Linked DNA regions of Sus scrofa: region 1 is linked to region 2. A link is a contact called in public Hi-C data. All regions are on one chromosome and are shown on one strand. Each heading gives the region's core, a stretch centred on a gene start, on an enhancer-like site or on the middle of the called end of the contact. The rest is flanking DNA. Distances are from core to core; before and after follow the strand shown.

The links. Hi-C and Micro-C count contacts between places; a contact is called where the count stands out from the background.
Region 1: a contact with region 2 is called in a Hi-C map of liver, with 2.5 times the contacts expected there. The contact joins the promoter of CSPP1 here to the promoter of COPS5 in region 2. A contact is called at or near these places in 1 of 5 promoter capture datasets (liver), 23 of 47 Hi-C or Micro-C datasets (adipocytes, alveolar macrophages, blood and 14 more) and 2 of 2 datasets of contacts at active chromatin or transcription factors (alveolar macrophages and skeletal muscle).

Annotation. Positions count from the first base shown.
Region 1 is chr4:67,842,670-67,846,669 of Sscrofa11.1, forward strand. CSPP1 (centrosome and spindle pole-associated protein 1) reads right to left here and starts at 1,668. Exons shown (of 27, transcript XM_021089277.1): 1 at 1,585-1,668.
Region 2 is chr4:67,738,645-67,742,177 of Sscrofa11.1, forward strand. It overlaps COPS5 (COP9 signalosome subunit 5), which reads left to right and starts at 2,172. Exons shown (of 8, transcript NM_001105300.1): 1 at 2,172-2,362. The coding sequence starts at 2,220. The region is part of intron 3 of CSPP1 (centrosome and spindle pole-associated protein 1); the gene reads right to left.

The DNA of each region.
Region 1 (4,000 bases), core at 418-2,917, 100 kb after region 2:
AAAGCATTCAGCAAAAACTTTACATACATTCTACTGACCCCAGCTACTGGACTCTTTAATCAATAGAAACTGCTAAGAGGCCAGAGGAGAATTTCAGGCAAGGGTGTATTGGAACTTGTTCTGCAGCAAAAGGGAGTGAAAACAAGTAACAGGTGCCCTTGCTCACTCCTGGAGAGGAGCCACTTGGGACATTAAAAGGGGTAACAGGCATCATGTCTGTGGGTTGGGCAGAAAGCATGGCTTAGATGACCTGCCCACGCCCTTGGTTTTTGCTCCTGGCACCTCAGAAGTGGCAGCTGGTTTGTGGCTTTTGTGTATCTTATTCTTTGTAATTGCCTAAACTGCGCATGTGTGGTTATTTTTAGTCCCTTAAAGTTTCTTCCAGGTGTAAGCATTCAGGTGAAAGGTCCCAGGTTCCAGTTTATCTCATAAGGAAGAATCCTTTGGTAAAAGGACTATAATCACAATTTGTTTTGCTAGGTTTAGGCTTTCACATCATGTTTCTTTGAGGCAAAATATATTCTGCACTGGATTTTTATCAATTTCTTAGAAGTGTTAAACAAGAATTCTAAGAACAGAGACCTGGTTGAAATAAAGAGGCATTTATTTGGGGAATGTTAGGACTGCAGCCCAGGACACACAGATCCAAGGAGCAGCTGAATTGTATTCTGCCAGATTACAAAATGGGGGAAGTATACAAAGGCACAAAACCATAAGATTATATAAATTGTTTCTCAAGAATTAGGATTTGAGGGGGCAAGAAGGGTGCTTGCTAAATAAGGACTGTTTGGGGACTGAAAAGATCACATAGCTGTGAAAGGTGGGGGGGAGATATGTTTGAAACTTCAAAGATTGCAGCTAGCAGCTGCTAGGACATATTGTTTTGAAAGCAGCTGGTGGTGTCCTTGAGTTAGACACAGTTCAAAAAATTGAAGTTCTCAGTGATGTGGGAAACCACACCCAATAATGGCCACCCAGCTCAATTCTAGATGCCTGTACCAGAGTTAATCCATTTTTATCTTTAAATGATTTATAATGTCATCAACTTACAGTGTTTAAATGAGAGACGTGTCTTTCACTGATTCAATCGTTTAATTATATGCTTTCATGTGCATTTTTTTCTGGCAAGATCAACACCCCGTTTCCTCTAGACCTAAGCTTAGTACTATGCAGCCAGGGCTCAATACATCATGATCAAAAGAAAAAAGTGTAATAAAACACAAAGCATGAAAATCAATAGCAATTTACATGTTCATAAATAAGGCAAGCGACTGCTTTATGAATGCTTTTTCTTAACCTTCTACTATTATCAATAAATATAGTAATAAGAGCTATTGTTATAATATAGGGCACATATAACAGCTTCTTTTTTTTCCGGGTAACTAGTTCTTTTCTGAGTGTTAAAAGGTCGAATCCAGCTACCCTTACTATAAGGTGGGGGGGGTCCAATACCACCAGTTTTTTAAGTACTTAACTACGTGAGGGAGTAGAAGACCAAGCGAATGTAACTGGGAATGGGGGACTCTTTTTAGAGCGTTTTCTGCTTGCTTAAATCCATTACAAACTGGTAGTTTAATCACTTACATATTCAAGGAAATAGCACACAGCGAGGTCCTCAGGAGCCCTGAAATCCTCTGTGGAAACCCCGAAAGCACTGCCGCTCGGGATAAACCTGCGAGCTGGCAGGCGCGCCGCTGCAGGGAGGCCGGGTGGGGGTGGAGCCAAGGGCCGGAAGGGGCGGGGCTAGCCTGGAGCGCCACGGCTCCGGAGCGCCGCGGGCGGCCGCGTGGGTCGGGGGGCGGTTACTTTTCCGCCTGCAACTGGAGGAGAAAGACTCCTGAGTCACCGTCGGCCTTGCGCGAGGGGCGGCAGCGCCTGCGGCCAGTCGCCGGGCTCTTCGTATCGGGGGTCCCCGCGGAGTTAAGTCCGCTTCCTGCCGGGAACCCGACTCTGTGCCAGAGCCCATGAATCAGCCTCGGGCCCCTCCGTCCTGTGGGTCCAGGGCCCCGGGCCCCGGTACCTTTCGGGGTGCAGCCGAGCGGTCGGCGTCGCCTCAGCTTCAAGGTCATCCCGGGAGGCCACCTTCTCCCCAGCCCTGGTGGACGCAGCCTTGAGCTTAACTCCGCGCCTTCTGCTCAGTCTCATTTTGTGAGTAACCGTTACCTGCAAGTCTTAGCTGACCCTTCTCTGTAGTAAACCCTGATTTCGCTTGTTCTCAGCCCAAACTAATTAAGGGCCCTCTGTGATTTTGTTCCGAGGCGGCTGGAAAGTAGGGCGGGTGGTTTCGCGCCCCGCCTAGGCCTTGGCTGGAGCCCTTTGTATTCCCAGTAAAGCTTTGTGTGTGGCCTAGACCGATTCAGGAATGGGCGCTCATTTATCCTTAGGGAAAGTTCTATAAAAGGGGGAGGGATTAGCTCTTAGATATTAAGACAATCTTAACTGGACTCTAACTGGTTTTTAAATTTAACACAGCAGTTTACCTCCTTGCAATGAATTGTGGTCTTGACACAGTGGATCATCGTTGGCGTTTGTTCCTGGATGTTCATTTGTAAATACGTTCTAGAGACGTGGCATTGAAGTTGCAGAACAGTATGTCCGGTCTAGAAGGCGCTTAGGCTGTAAATGCCTGCTATATATACCTTTAGATGCTTGGGTTTACATAGAGATGTGTATTTCTGGACATAATACGGAAAAAATTGGTCAACACCTGGGAGACTGAAAACTTTTGCTTATTAAAAAGCAAGTTACAATGAATACCTTAATACCTCGTCGATGAGATTTGCTATAGTCCTGTGGGGTTTTTTTTTCTCCCCAGAATTTGAAGTACACGTTGTTTGATCTAAAACAATATAGCAGTTAACTGTCAGTAGGGCAAATGTGATAGCTTAAAGTAGTATCTATTTGATATTAGAGTCAGTCATCCTTTTTGAGGCCTAAGTGGCTTGAATCATGTTTTCATTGCTAAGTGTTGGAATTTTTAAAAATTTTACAAAATGTTTGATTAAAAATGTGATAATGTATATCAGTCCTTAGGTATGATAAATTGATAAATACACGGGAGCCCAAAGATGCATTTAAGAACTAGAATATTAGGAGTTCCCATTGTGGCTCAGTGGTTAACGAACCTGACTGGTATCCATGAGGACGCAGGTTCGAACCCTGGCCTTGCTCAGTGGGTTAAGGATTCAGCGTTGCCATGAGCTGTGGTGTAGGTTGCAGACTCGGCTCAGATCTTTCATTGCTGTGGCTGTGGTGTAGGCCAGCAACTACATCTCTGATTTGACCCCTGGCCTGGGAACCTCCAGCCTTGGTTGCTGCTCTAAAAAGACAAAAGACCAAAAAAAAAAAAAAAAAGCTGGAATATTAGCATCTATTTGCTTCCCTTCCATCCTGAGGTACCCATCATCTGGGATTTTGTGCCCAGACTCATTTTTTAGAGGGGTGTAGGATGGATAGCAGTTTTATTATACATACATGTCCCTAAACTTTCTTTTTGTTTGTTTTAGGCTTTACACAAATGGGACTTGCAGGTAATTGTCAGAAATGCCATGAGTAATATGTTTAACTGAAATTTTCCAAGTTGCAGTTATTCATAACCAGTAATTTGGGTTCTGGATATTATGTGAAATATTTCAGGATTTCAAAATTTGAAAATGATAAATTGTTTTGCAAGGTCCGACATTTGATATGTCTTCATAAATCATTTCCAGTTGCTATCTGGTTCAATGATTTATCCTCCTGGGGTGTCTTAGGACATGATCTGTGGCCCTGCTCATGCCCTTTGCAATACATAAGTATGCTTTCAGGCAACTTGGGACTTAATTCTCCAGGACTATGTCCAGTAATGATGTCAACATAATGCATCTCTGCTTCAAAATAGTATTAGATCTGCCACGATATGCTTTTAGTTGGAGGTCTGCACACTTGTTTTTATATATCTAACCTTTAACCTGGCTCATCTCATCTTGTCAAGCTCTGAGACAGAAAAGCAATGGCTGGC
Region 2 (3,533 bases), core at 922-3,421:
CCAGCCCCGGGACGCCCCCCACTCCGGCCACACCCTGCCCGGCCCGCTCCCACCCCCGGCCGACGCTCGCTTACTCAGGAAAGCAGGCGCTCGTCCGGGAAGTCGCACAGCGCTCCGGTGAAGCTCTTCACGCTGCGAAGCAGTGGCGGCGGTCGCCCAGCGCGGGAACAGGGGCACAGGCCGCCCGGCCCGGGCTCCGCCTCTCGGGCCGAACCCTCCGCCCGCCTTTTGCCAACGGCCAAACGCGGCCCCGCCCCCACTATGGCCGCGGGGCAAGGCCACGCGGTGGGGGCGCCCCCTGTCGCCCCGGAGGCCGCATACACGCCCGGCAATTCGCAGGGCTCGCCTGCACCTGGAGGGGTACTCAGCCACCTGGTTCCCCCGCTCCGCCTGAGTACTATTAAACTGTAGGAGCCCCTTCCCAAAGCGAAATTGATTCTGTCTCCTCCAGTCGGCCTAAGGGTCAAAGCCTAGGGGTGGGGTGGGGGAGTGGATAAGGTTGGTAGTGAGAGAAAACTTGTTGGCACACCTTTCCAGGGCATTATCGTTCTCCCAGGAATGTGGTCAACGTTTTGTCCTAGGCTTCTATTATTAATTTCAACATATGCAGTACACCCCAAAACTTAGTGGCCATATGCTACCACTAGAAAAGAGATATCTAGATTCCCGGGACAGTGGAACTAAGTGACCTTTATCTTGTTAGTTTGTACGAGGGCTTGAAAGATAAATTTTCTTCAAATGGAATTTAATGTCAAAACCACAGGCGGAGTTGTGGATTCCATAATACTAATGTTGTCTTAACTAAATGTCACACAGCTTTCTAGGAGTGGAGGATACAGCTCAGAACCAAGTGCCCTGCACTCTGAAACTGAGAGTGAAAAGAAAAACTTCCAGGTAAACAAATACATTATTTCCTTGCACTGTAACAGTTATGCAAGCACCTACAGGCATTTAGAGACACGGCAGAAGGATTACTGGAGAGAGAAAAGTTAAGAAGGATTGCGTGGCAGAGAGCTCTGAGCTGTGTTTTTAAATGTAAGTTTAAACTCCCAGTCCGAAAAGTCAGGGGAGAGCTTTTCAGGCAATGCTAGCCACCTTATGCAAAGTTTCAGGGTAACTAAAGAAAGATGAAACTGGAGAGGTGAATTGTGATGCCCCCCCTCCCCTTTTCCCCCAGGGGGAAAAAAATTGAACATCTATGGTAGACATTGAGGATACAACAAGGAGCACACCTGGTCCCTGTGTTTTGGAACTTAGAATCTAATGCGGGGGGGGGGGGAGAATAACTAAAACAAGCAAATAATGAAATAATTAAATACCGTTTGAACTCTTGGATGACAACCAATACTCCCCCTAGATTAATTCAGTCTCGGAGCAGAGTTAGTTCCACAGAGCAATGCAGAAGATTAAACTGTAAACTATTATAGCAACTGGGTACTGGACATTTTCGGGACATTAATAGCGCCTAGAGATGTTAATTTTTACAAACACACCAAGGCATGACCGTAGCCATCCACGAGTTTCCACAGCTTCATATGATCGCTAGAGAACGCCCAAGAGAAGCTTAGTGCCCAACCACGAGCCCATAGGATTTTACACATGTGCGGTGATTCATCTGAAAGTAAACTAGGATGTCATGTATTCTCTCAAAGCCAGCATTCAGAACTATTTATCTCAATTTTTCCAGACATCCTTTTTTTTTTTTAAGTCTTTCAACAAACTTACTGCATTTAAAGTACCTGCACCTACATAAAAACAATTCTTTCTCCCATCCCCGTTTAAGGATCTATTTTTAATATGGCGGAGGCCGAGCCTGCGCAGTACGAACAAGGAAGGTCAATTCGTTTTCTGGCATAACGTTACATGCCCTTCTTCCGGTGCGGAAGGCTATACCATTCCTTACATAAACGCTGTTTTTGTCTTAATTCACACATATAATTTTCCAAGATAATATGTCTTCATTTAATCCACAAGGAGATTCCTCTGTCTCTAACTATTGTGTAACTGCTGTTTACACCGTCGCGTTCCGGAAGGACCCCCGCCATCCTCGAATGGTCGGTACCAACTTCACCTCCGGTTCTAGGTGTCATGGCTGCCTCGAGAGTCTAGTACCAGTTTGCACCTGCGGTGGGGTGGGTCTGAAGCCCACACCCGGAAACCTAGCGAGGTTGAAGTTGCGTCTTGGTTGTAGGGGCAACAACTTCTCCGAATCCTCTGCGATGGCGGCTTCTGGGAGTGGTATGGCCCAGAAAACGTGGGAATTAGCCAACAACATGCAGGAAGCCCAGAGTATCGATGAAATCTACAAATACGACAAAAAACAGCAGCAAGAAATCCTGGCGGCGAAACCCTGGACTAAGGAGTGAGGAGGTCCCTGGCGAAATGCTGGGGAGGGAAGGGTGGCGGGAGTTTAAGAGACCCAGTAGGGGTGGGAGCTGAAGCGGGGACTGGGCTTGTCTTTTCTTGTGCAGGGAAGAGGAAGAGTAAGCGTCTGAGAATTTTTGCTTTGCCTTTTTATCCGCGCAAGTTGAGCGTAAGTCCCTCCTTTGGGGCTCGCTTGACTCCCCTTTCTGTCTCTTTAACCCGTTTGCCTCGGGAGAATGGAAAAGGAAAACGGCAAGCGGTGATTTGGGCTTTTACTCCTCAACACCCATACCGTCACGTATGCTACACACTCTGCCTTGAATCCTGTGTCGGTATACACTTTGTTGGGACTTGCAGCAGATCTTAGACTGGAGACTGTAGCTGTCTTCAGAAATTGAGCCAGCCCAACGGTCTTTAATTAAAAGCCATCGTTTAGATCTGTAATTGTTTTTCGATTGCTGGTAATTATTTTAGAAACACCGCGAGGTTCTACTTAGTCTCCCAAAATGTTAGCAAGTTCACATAAGCTACAAATTAAATCAATAGAGTTCTTTGCCATTTAGCAAAACAGCTGTGTCCCTGAGAGTGATGACAGATCGAGGATTCTTTCCCACAGCATTTATCCTTTCCTGAGAGCAGATATTGTTAGAGATAGAGTTAAAAGAGCACCGTCTCTAACAGAGAGATAGATGGGAAAGCGGTGGTCAACAACAAAAACCATGCTTCATCTGTCCCACAAGGCAAGCTTTAATTGTCATTATTCAGATTCAGCAATGTTTATTGAGTACTTACTAAGGACTGAGCACTGAGTTGGTTTGCCTCACCTGCTCTTTCTATAGCAGGCTGTGCATTTTAGGTTGATAGAGCCTATTAAATATTTGGAAACTATTAGCCTCGCTGTGTGATTGTATCTCTAGTTATATACAACCTAGCTGTCTTGAGCCACATCAGTGAGACCAAAATGTAATTTTATTCAACAGTAGTTTAGTCACAACCACAGATGAAAAACTTAAACAGTGATCATAGCAGAACTAAAGATAAGGCTACATTTTCCATTTTGAGGCTGATACCACAGAAAGAAGCCACAGCCCTCAACAGACTTCTTTGAGAGTTCTGTAAAAGATAGGTTGATAATGCTAACAACAGCTAGCATTTAAAAAGTTTTAGTA